2 separate regions of the Pan troglodytes genome follow, and region 1 is linked to region 2. A link is a contact called in public Hi-C data. All regions are on one chromosome and are shown on one strand. Each heading gives the region's core, a stretch centred on a gene start, on an enhancer-like site or on the middle of the called end of the contact. The rest is flanking DNA. Distances are from core to core; before and after follow the strand shown.

Region 1 (5,814 bases), core at 2,445-4,944, 220 kb after region 2:
GATTTGCAGGGAGAAGAATTATTCTAAGCAGTACATTTCTTATAGGCCAACCACTAAGCTCAAACCAAGAGACCAGGTGACATTTTAAAAAGATATTCAATAAAACTTAGCATCCAGTCTTGGTGGGGGTGGGGGGCGGGCAGGGGAAACCTGTGTTTGATGTAAAAGGTCACATGTTCTAAAATGTAAGCACTCCACAATTTTCTTTTGATTGAACTGTATTTGCAGCTTCCTTCACAGTTAGAGGTACGTGGTATTAATATTTTGACTTCAACAGCCAAAGACACACTTACTCATGGTATTGTAATTGTTAGCTAAGCAAAGCTGAAGCAGTTCAACCAGGAGGATTTAAATCTCTCCCAGTTCATCTCTATAGTATTCTTCTCACAAGTGGAAGGTTACCTCTGTCCTCTGAAGAGCACAGCTTATAACTCTAAAGCTCCTATAACTTGGAGGGTGGGATGGTGCCAAGAAGAGCCTCCTGGTTTCCCTTCGAGCAACAACAGCCAAAAGCAACTGGTTACACCCTGGGCTTCAGAGGAGCAAGGAACATGTTCTTGTGTGCTAGCAGAGATGTTCCCAGTTACGTCTGGGACCTTTCAAGATTCTAAGCTAACCTATGCAAGTGTATTTATCCTCTCTATGTCTTCAGGTTTACTTTGTCAAATCTAAGAAGAGGTCATTTAAAAGTTTTGGGATCCTCAAACTAAAAGTAATTACTAGAGTACAACTTTAAAGACATAATTCTAGAGATGCTTTGACACGATCAGTGAATTCAGCGAGAGACACACAGGTTGCTCAGCCCAAAAATTTTGGAGAGTAGAAAGTAAACTTTGGAATAAACCAAAGAAAAGATGCCAGGTTACATGTTAGAGGTACCTAGACCATATGACAAGGATGTGATATTCAAATTAGAATCTCTCTCTCTAGTTCCTCTCCCTCTGTTCCTTTCCCTTTGTAGTTTGTAGACATGGTTATGACTTTACTCCTAAGCTCATTGGTGTGATAAGTATCTCTCTCTTTTCAAGGGACAATTAACTATCTTTTTAAGGACTTTCATATCAAGTAACTCACGTGGTGCTTATTTTTGTTATTCCCGCAAAAGGAATTTTATGAAATAAACTTATTCAAATATTCTCTCCTTTCTCACTGCTTAAACCTAAAACTTGACAATAAAAAACAACAGCCACTGGATTGAAGAGAATCAAAAAAGTTTTTTCTGTGTTTTTCAAGTTCTCTAATTTATTACACACTAAAAATCTCTTTCAAACTGGCACCAAGGTGGCTTTTCTTCTTGAGCTGATTAGGACCACATGAGTTCAGGAAAAGCTGTCAGATCCTGCCTCTGGCGCAGCTGGAATGATCCAACTGATTTGCCAGTAGGACTTTTTTTTTTTTTTTTTTTTTCAAGGAAAGAAGCTTCATCCCAAAGTCATAAATTTATATTCTGGAGGCCCAAGCAAAAGGTATTTCTTTTTCATTTTTTAAAGAAGCTAAATTCCATTATGATTTCTTTTTTCGAGCCAGAGTCTCGCTTTGTCACCCAGGCTGGAGTTCAGTGGTGCAATCTCAGCTCACCGCAACCTCCGCCTCCTAGGCTCAAGCGATTTTTGTGCCTCAGCCTCCCTCACAGCTGGGATTACGAGTGCACACCACCACACCTGGCTCATTTTTGGATTTTTAGTAGAGGCAGGGTCTCACCATGTGGGCCAGGCTAGTCTCGAACTCCCGGCCTCAAGTGATCCATCCACCTTGGCCTCCCAAACATTATGATTTCTTTTACAAGATCTGTTGCAAACCAAAAGCAACTCGGGTGATATTTTGGTAAACATGTTGTCCTAACTCTGCACCGTATCTGTAGTTATCCAGATTCCCACTGGCGCTTGGGGGTCTCATTCAGAAAACACCAATCCCTAGGAAAGACCAAGTGAGATTGCCTACCCTTTAGGAATTCTGCCTGTCAGACTGGCCCAGGGTAAAACCACAGGTCAGTCAAACTCGTCCTCTTCAGCCGCCCACGGTGGGCTCCCGAACCTGCTTTGTGGTATTCACCACAGGAAGTCAAGGGCTATCACGTGGCTCCCCGACTCCCCAAGGAAGCCTTGAGCCATTCCCTTCCCCTTCAGTCTTTTTACAGATACCTCCTCACATCAGAAGTCACCCGTCCTGCCTCTCTCATATTTAGCTCTCCTCTCTTGCTAGCTGACCCTTGGCCTGGGTGATAAAGAAAGCTGTATTATTATATTCATGGGCCCTAACAAATGAGTGCTGGATTTATCTTCTCAGGAAACACAGATCCATTTAGGTAGACCCAGAGTCATCCTACTGTAATTCAAAAAGATGACACCATACGGTCCCTTAGCAAAGAAGCCTTTCAGCCCCCTTCGCTACACATACGTGCAGACCACTGGGGAGGCCAAACGTTTGGCTGGATATCCATTTCCAAATTGGGATTTTATTAAGAGAAAGTATTATCAGGAAGGAGGGGGTGATCTTTACATTGATTCTGCAGATTCTAATTTGATATTATAACTCCTTTATCCCTTTGCCCCTTTTGTATACTTTGTAAAATGGAGATAATTCTTTTTAAAATTTTGCCTGCTTTTGGTCAAATTCTAGTCTAGAACTCCCAGGCAGGCTGTGCTGATCTGGCCTGCCATCTCAATGTATTCTCCATGTGATTCTAAAAAAGGGGCTTCTTAGTCTCTTTGCCTTTGTTAAACATACTAGAACCATTTGGAATTATTCCTCATTCCAGACACAAAGCAGACAGAATTATACCCCCAACCACTGATTGGGGTGCTGTAAGTTTTCTCTGTGAAAATAGTGGACAGAATTATATAACCCATCGTTCCTCTATTAATAGTTAACCAGGTTGAGAGGATTTGAATAAAAGCACATCTTGTTGCATGCAACAATGGTTTGACAGAAGAGCTGTATGGCAGAGTTAGTATTTTACTGCTTTCAGCTTCACCACGCAGTTTTGTAGCCTGGGAAGCCATGCATGCAGAATGGCAGAACTTACAATTGCCTACAAAAGGAGAGTACAATGCAACCTGTGGAGCCACGCCACCAAGAGAAGGTGACAGTTCCGGGCCTTCAAAACACCCTAAACTGGTGAGGAGTTTCAGAATGAAACTTGTTATGATTTGAAACACTCATCAAAGTGAGGCTTTTTCAAGTAACAGTTAAGACATAATTACCAAATTTTACAACGGTCCCGTTAGTGTGCTGTGAGAAAAAAAAAGGAGAATGGAAGAAAACCTTCAAAGTTTATATGTTTATGGATGTAATAGTTGGATGTGGCACTTTCAGAGCCAGGAAGAGTGGCTCAGGACAAGATGAGAAGAGCTTCCACAGCCTTAAACACAGCTCTTTTCCAAAGTGACTTCCCTTCACACCCATCCACCCGCCTCCAAAAAAAAAAAAAAAAAAAAATCTAAATGTACTTCATGAAACTATTGTATATGAAGCACTTATTAGCCGTAATTAAATGGACAATATGAATTTACTACGTCTTTAGGACTCTGGCTTGTTCTGGTTTAGAGCAAGATGATTAATGCAAATACATATTACTTGAGATAACCATTTAGCAGCTAATTTAGCCAAATTTATTACAGCAGTTAGAGGTTTTTCATTTTAGCAGACGGAGACAAGGACATGCCAAAAGTGGGCGACGTAGATGAGTGCACACTGCCCTCTAGTGGCCAGCCAGCCGGTGAGCTTTCGCGGGGCGCCGAGTTGCTGCGATCCGCAGCCAAGTAATAACAGCAGGTTTTCCACATTTCCGGCACCCTTTTAAACCATTCCCATCCACAGCACTTTATTTCAGGGGATGATTTACTGTGCTTTCCCCTTTTACTAGCTCAGGAGTACCCAGATACAAATCAAATCAATTTCAGCTTGGCGAGATTTTGGTTCAAGTATCATTTTTAACATCTGCATTTTAAAGCTCTCTTTCAGTGGGTATTTAATGGCACCGCTTCACATTACTGATTGTTTTTACTTGTTCCTTCATTTGGGGCCATATTTCAGAGTCTGTGTGGAGCTGTCACTCTGTTTGGCTCCAGCCAAGTCAATTCTGTGCCTCCCTCAGGCCAGTGTTTCTCTCTGACTCCACTGGGGAATTTATTTTGTTCCAACATTCAGCGAAGTCTCACCAGAATCTCCCCCGACTGACCAGTGTAAATTTAGTTCATCCGAGGACTATAAATTCTGTTAGACAAGATCAAAAGGAACAGACATTTAAGGACGCGGGTTGAGATTGCTCACACGGAGGAGAAATGATCAAAGACGAGGGGTAAAGCATCTTTGGAACCATTCAAATATCCAGAATCTCAAAGAGGCCTACCTCAAAGCTATGAATAAATCACATACAAATTTGCCTTTCTTACCATCTGATGTCAAATCCATTGACAATATCCACACCGCATTAGGTGTTCTGTGAGCCAAAAAGATTTGTAGTCCTTTTATTCTTTTCACACCATGGCTGCCCAAAACGGAATAACGTCTTGCTACAAATGCCAGTAACCCTGGCTCCAGAGCTGCCGCTCCACTGAATTGATTTCATTTGTCCTACTAATGGCATTCTATATTAAGCATCCAGAGGGTCACCCTGGCTTGCTGTAGGTCCTCCCATTTTTAGGCTTAAGGTTTTGCAGAGATAAAAAAAAAAAATTATTTGATCCCAGTCTTAATACAATGCCTCTGTTTTGTTTTTTTTCCCCAGTGCTGAATAAGGGTCAGTGTGTGACAAAGTACTATCGCTGGATGCAGAAGAACGGAGGATATATTTGGATACAGTCCAGTGCCACCATAGCTATTAATGCCAAGAACGCAAATGAAAAGAATATCATCTGGGTGAATTACCTTCTTAGGTATATTTTCTACTTCTTTTCTATTTCTGTCCTAGTTATAAAATATGCAGCACTATGGTTAATAGCCGACATGTTGTGAATATTATCTTTTGACAGTACCTGGTGTGGAATTTCATGGCAATTCTGCTGTTCTTTCCACAAGATTCAAATAAATGTGAGAAGATCAAACTATGTTGGAAGGGACTTGCAGGAAAGATTTCAAGATTTCCAATCATTCTTGGTCTGTCAACATTTGGGCATCTCTGCAGAAGTTGCTTTGGTTTTCCCACAAATGCTTAGGCCAGAATAATATAGACTTCAGCCTACAGCTGAAGCATTCAAAAGGCATCTCCTCTTCCCCAGCACACACACTCACACACTCCAGTTCTTGTGGAAATGAAGTAAAACAGAGTGGGAGAAAAGCGACAGGGAACATTATATTCCTCTTATATTTCTTCCCTTTGATGCCCTTAGCATATTACATAGGGTTTGACTTCCTGGGCATTAAAGTTTTGGTAAACAAGGTGAGTTGCTTTGCTGGAATCAAACAATAGCGGTGTATTGTTTGAAGGCAATTTTTTTTTTTTTTTTTTTTTTTTTGGCCCACTGCTTTGTGATCTTTGGCAAGCTTTACTGCTCTTAAAATGTGTCCTTAACAGTCTATCTTCAAGTAAGCCCAAGCTCAACTGCTTCCTAAATTCCGGTGTGAGACACCATTTCTCTCCCCTTCCCAGTCTACATTCTTCCTTTGGATTCAAACTAGCAGAAAAGTAACCAAGACCCACAGATTGGGCCATCTTGAGTTTGGGGGCAGGCTTTCTGGGAAGTTCTCCACCAATCCTGGTGTGAAACTATCACAGCACTTGGCCTGGCTCACTCCCACCCCCATCATTCTGGTCTTTGGCTTCTCCTGGCCTAAAGCCACCAAGCAGAGCCCACACATGGTCTGAGTAGGAAA
Region 2 (5,917 bases), core at 3,322-5,821:
GCAGAGGGATTACAATGATGGAGCCAAGTGTTAGCATTTTTGCAGTTGGTGTTCTAAATGTATTCAATGCTAGGATAACTGGAGTTCTTTTAATAAGTGAATGCAAATACTGCTTTATGGCCCCCCTTTTCAAAATATTTCAAGTAGACATACCTTAATTTTTAAAAAAAGCAGAAAAATATATAATTTTCTGCAGCTTGTGACCACCCCCCTGCCACCCCAACTAGCAAGTCTACATTTTTCTCTTGTACACTAATCATGAAAAGTTCGTCACTTCTGGGTGTAACAAAGAAAAATGCCCTTTTGAATGTGGAAGCTCTGAGGGTTTGGAGACTATTGAGAAAATATAAGTATCAAAATAATTCAGAAACAGTACAAGGCACAGTGGCACATTATCAATTTACAACATTTAAATTGATAAATGCTTGGTGGTGAAGGCCTTCAAGGGCACTTTGAAAAGCAAATAGCGACCTGGTGAAGAAATTGATTTTTCCCCCCCGAAAATGACTGCATGATGCATCATTTGACTGCATGCTGTCCGAGTGCTTGACAGAGATAATCTCAGCAATCCCACGGGTGACCTTATCGTTCTCACCAGGGCAACTTTGTCTACGTTCTGACTTTGTGCATGTCAAGGTTCCTCCCGGCAGGATCCTTGGGGGAAAAAGTTCCTCTGTTCGATCCAGATATTGAACTGCTCGTTCTTCCCCCTTTTCCTTCCACCCCACCCTTCCAAATAGGCAAACACGCTTCTTTATTTCATCCATAATTATGAACGAGCCAGGCAGAAGAATACAGCTCTGTGCTCTGTATCTTTGTTGAAGCTCATAATACCTTTTAGTTCATAGTTCTTAGGTGATCATCTATATTGGCAGGGATCTTTTCATCAGAAAGAGTAGAAAAAATCCCTAATGTTCTCCTATAATGCATCGCCACCTTGAGCAGAATGGAAAAACCTTACCAGTTTCTTTCTTCTCTGTAGTTGCAGGGTGTTTTATTTTCCTCCCTCCCCTGTCATCTTTACATAGAACCCTTCTGAAACTGTCTTAAGTCATACATGTCAGTATCTAATAATATTATTCTCTTGCAATCCAGTGATTTAAGGTATTTCTCTTATAACCTTAAAATTATGTAACAATGACATAAGGCCCAGAAAACATGTCACCTGTGCTATTTGGCTTTGAATCCCAATGGCAGCCTCTTTGCAGAGATTTGATAGAATCCACAGGGCTTCTTCAGGACCGTTGGTGTTTGGAAAGTATTTTTCTTCCACAGGGTAATAATCGACAATTTTTTTATGCCTAGAATTTTTCTGTTGATACGTATGGATGTGTGGATGTGTATGTCTGTTGATCAGTAATCTTCCTGCCACACAGCTTGTCGTTGATAATTACAATTCTTGATTAGCCACTTCTTGAAAGCAGCAAATACCCTGCCTGGTTTGGCACCCTGAAGCTCCAGTCCCCACTGCCTCTGACACCCTCAGTTCACCATATTCAACCCCTTTTACCTCCTTCTTTCATCCACAACATTAATTCTGAGTGAACAAGACGTGCTTCCTTGCTTTTGACAAGATTTGCTGCAGTCTCATGCGACAAAAACCCAACACTCATTCCAGATTCAGAAAGTAGGATTTATAACAGCATTTTAATTTAATGTTGGATGTCGAACATATAAAGAGATCACAGTAGTACTAGAGCTGAAAATTGATGCCTTTTTTATTAGTGTCCTCTCAGAAGTGGGTGAGACGCTGTTTGTGCAATGGAGCACAGAGCAGCACAGTCAGATGAATGAGGATATGCTATCTGCAAGGAATCATATTTCAAGCCACTGTCGGCCTCTATTGATGTGCTCAGAGTTGAAAGGTTATGCTAGTAAATGCCATCCGAATTTCCAGCATTAGAAATCGGTAGAATAATCTGCTGGCTGTCACTTTATGCTTAGCCTGAATGCACTGCGTGGGGATGTTTTACTTATTTTAACTCCAAATTAATTTCTTATTACAGGTGCATTTCTTTCTCTCCTCATGCTTTCATCAGTGCCCAAATGGGACTGATTTTTAACAGGTCTTCAGAGTAGACCACTATCTGTGAAAGAAAATGAAAGAAATGTGCGTCATCGTACGTGAGAATCATGTTATTCTTATTTATTCCTTTGAACATATTTTTCCAGACAGTGAGGCTAAAACACAGGAAGTTTGTGCACAGCGAGCTGTTCTTGTTAGACTGAATCATAGAATCTCAGGATAATTCAAGATAAGCTTACCATTTTCAAATGTATGAATCGAAAACCTACATTGCTTCTTAATTTCTGGACTTAAAGTGAGCAAGACAAAAAAAGGAAGATGGAGTATTCTTCATTTTATAGTTGAGGGGATCTAAAGTCAGAAAAAAAAATACTTTGTAAGGAGCTAGTTCATTTTATTTGTGTGGATTAAACAGTATTTTCAGATTCATTTTGAAGTAGAGCACTGAGCAAAAGTAAGATTAAGAAAATTTAGTCATCATTCTAAGTCTGTAATTTATTCATTTTTAAATAATGAAACGGTGTTTTTCTGAATTAACCCATGTATTATTCATGCAGGCGTTGGCAATATAATGTCCCTGGTTTTCTGGAAAGCAATGTACATTTCTTTGCCTGACAAGCAGTATTTTCTATATGGTATTAATTTAATGGCTTATTTTATTATGCAAAGTTAGAAAGTAAAGATAATTTCTGTCCATAATGTGGTGCTTATATGGGCAATATATGCAAAATAATACCTCTACACTTAAGCCAGCTATCCTTTCTCAGTTAGCTTGGACCCTATAAGAATGATGAGTGAATGCAAACTGCTCATATGAAGAATAAGAAATAACTTGACCTTCTGGGAAGGAGGTCATAAAATCATTAAATTCATGTGAAATCCAAATTTCATTTCTACACACACACATTCAATCTATATTGGGTTTTAGCTCTTACATAAGAAGATATGGTTTTCATGACAGAAGTAACATGGCAACAATTTCAGTGATAATTTCAGTAGGACTGTAATAAGGAAATTGACTTTAGATTTTTGCATAAGTTCTAGAACTAGGCTGGTAACCTGAAAATTGATGTCAGTTTTAGACAACAAATGCCCTATGGCTTTTTATCTTTCATCCTCACTCCCTTCTTTGGAATGACAGTCCAAAGATATAATCTCTTTTTCTTAAAATCATCATTGTTAAAGAGACTGATAGCAGTTGAATTATTTAAAGTATCTTTTGATGCATTTTTGTGTGAATATGTGTTTATTCACATGCCTATATATGTTTATAAATGCATACAATTTGTTTCTTTCTGATATGGTTTTCGTGCCTACTGCATTTTTATCTACAGATATAAATAATTTCCAAAATGGCTCACTAAAGCAGCACACCAGGTTTTCCTTTGGGCGTCTCTTCCTCCTTTCAGGCTCCTACAGCTGCAAATTTACCACATTCAATAATAAGACAAAAACTTTCTCTGATGCTGTTAATTTTTAATGTCTGGCAGATTAAATCTATTACTTTCAATAACTATGCAAACTTTTTGAGAGCAAGAGAATGTATGCAGAAAGAAATTTTCCCTGGGAAGGAAAAAATATGGCCTAGATTGGATGTTTTCAAGGCAGTTCAAGGCCCTTGGCAGAGGTAACACAGATACCTGTGGGCCATGTGTGGGTTTTGGTGAACCTAGGAAGTATGTCAGTAATATGCATCTGGGTATCAGGTAAAGAATTACAGATGCTGTTTAGATTTTCATCTAGGTTTTGGAGAAGCAAGCTTTATATTAAGAAACCCCTTCCCTCTTGGCCTTCTCTCGCAAATAGAAACATTGTTTTAGGACCCCAGGTAATCCTGTTTAGCGCTGCTTTGCCATGGAAACAAAAAAAAAATTGGTTCTTCACTAGGAACGCGCTAAGGCTTTAAGGAACATGCAGATAGGGGATGGTTTCCTGAACCTCTGAGTTTTATTCTATAGCCTGGACCTTCACATTATTTGTTCCTACTGTACTTTCTTCAGTACTTCTTTCTGGCTAAAGTCCCTAATTGTTAAACTTGGTATTTCTTAGGAACTTAAAAAACGTTTGTACTAAACGTTCTTGTCCTTATAAACAGGGGAGACGCAGAAATATTTCCAGAAAATGTGAACGATAGTGCTAGCTCTATCTATGGTAAAGATCTGGCTCTTTACCATAAAATGTACAGGCTTGCCTTGCTTTAAGAAATGCTAAGGCTAAAAACCTGCCAGATGACTAAGTAAGAGATTATTTGTATTACAATACAGATGGGGTATTTGTGTTCCTTTAAGTGGTGAGTTCCTTTTTTGGGCTTTAAATGTCTATACAGAGATTGTTATCTAATCTACAAAATCAAAAGGGAGTGAAGGAAAGAGAGAGAGGCACAAAAATTAAAGTATTCAGAGGCATTCCATTTTAAGAACAATCAGAAATGAGGATGGAAAATGAGATTCTTTTGGCAGACAACTTTTTAAGATCCCTCCTAGTAAGCACAGATCTCCTTAGCGTTGGTTGCCAAGTGCAATGGGAATGTTGCTTGCAACTTGGTCGTCTGGAAGAGGAAAACATGATCCGACTGTTCAGTCTAGTTGTCCAGGGTCACTTCAGAGTGCTGTACAGCAGCAGTTTTGCATGCTTGTGATGTCCTGTGTACATATCTGTGTGAATTAGAAAAGTCTACACATCCCTGAGGACAGAAGATGCAAATTCAAGGAAAATAAGAGGTGAGACTAGGAACCAATTCCCTGAAATAATAATAAAAAACCCCATAGTTTTTCCGGTTCATTAATTAAAATTGACGTTGCCGGGTTTGCAAAGACCAAGAAAGGACCGTGCCATTCCACTACATTTCAAAACCTTTTCACTTGAGCAGACAAGTAAATCATGCAATTACTGGGACTCATTCAGCTCTTTAGTAAAAACACGGGCCTGCAACCTTGGCTGTAGCATACATGGAAATTAGAAGAGTTGAACTGAAGATATTTCTAAAATGTCACAACTGCTCTGTGACACTGGATGATATGTTTATCCTTTCATTATCACTTAGAACACCTGGGGCGGTGCTCAGGAAATCAGATAGTGCCTTTTAAAATAATTATAAAAGAAGCATAGATTAGCAAGCTGAACGGAAAACAGACAATCCTGAATCATGATGTTACTAATTTTGAGCTGTTTGGGGGCATCAGCTTCCAAGTCACAACAGTGTAATAACTGACTGCAACTGTCAGCAGTACTGAGGAGAGAGAGTGCCAAGTACGAGTATTTCTAAAAAGCAAATGTTTCCTGGAGATGAAATCCAAGCATTCATATTCTGTTTATAAAATTAAGACACTCCGTTGGTGGTGTTTCCTATTGTCAGTTTCTGGCTGGATCCTTTTGTCTGTTAGACACTGAGTCTTTGGAAAAGCAGGAGAAAGGGCTCTGGACTGGGATCCAGGAGACCTGGTTCTGGTCTTGCCGCTGCTGCTAGTCAGGCCAGTGACCTTGGAGCAGCTTGAATCTTCATTTTTCTTAAGTGTGAAACGAAAGGGCAATTTCTCAGGCTCCTTCTTCTTTAAAATGTGTGCTCTCTGCAGTTCATCCAACGCTGGACATTTTTTCGTAAGCGCTGGGGTAGGGCTGGGGGAGGGGAGCCTGGCGAAGTAGGCTATTTTATTTTTAACCTTCAAAGGAATTTAGTTGAGCAGATGCTACCCTGAACTAGTCAGAGTAGAAAAGAAATGATATGGCTTTTAAAGGGCACATCTAGCATATCTACTGGGGTAAAGTAATTCTGGCAATGCTTCAAAGGATATAACTTTTGATGGTAAAGTAGGTAGGCTATGGAATGAAATCACATATGGCAGGCTGTCAAAGTCTCCTACACTTTCAGTACACTTATATAAGTGCAAAAGG

What was found. A called contact is a pair of places that touch in the nucleus more often than the background predicts.
Region 1: a Hi-C map of stem cell-derived neural progenitor cells shows a contact between it and region 2, with 4 times the contacts expected there. The contact joins two enhancer-like sites. A contact is called at or near these places in 1 of 7 Hi-C or Micro-C datasets (stem cell-derived neural progenitor cells) and 1 of 1 other capture datasets (stem cell-derived neural stem cells).

Annotation. Positions count from the first base shown.
Region 1 is chr15:32,027,752-32,033,565 of NHGRI_mPanTro3-v2.0_pri, forward strand. It overlaps NPAS3 (neuronal PAS domain protein 3), which reads left to right. Exons shown (of 12, transcript XM_054666466.2): 10 at 4,730-4,877. Among named protein-coding and RNA genes, the nearest start is that of EGLN3, 160 kb to the right of the region's middle. Within about 2 kb of position 3,695, at least 6 of the 24 cell types and tissues checked have an H3K27ac peak or open chromatin away from gene starts, as enhancers often do. A contact at or near this core is called in stem cell-derived neural progenitor cells, where this site is marked.
Region 2 is chr15:31,805,195-31,811,111 of NHGRI_mPanTro3-v2.0_pri, forward strand. The region is part of intron 5 of NPAS3 (neuronal PAS domain protein 3); the gene reads left to right. Among named protein-coding and RNA genes, the nearest start is that of EGLN3, 380 kb to the right of the region's middle. Within about 2 kb of position 4,572, at least 7 of the 24 cell types and tissues checked have an H3K27ac peak or open chromatin away from gene starts, as enhancers often do. A contact at or near this core is called in stem cell-derived neural progenitor cells, where this site is marked.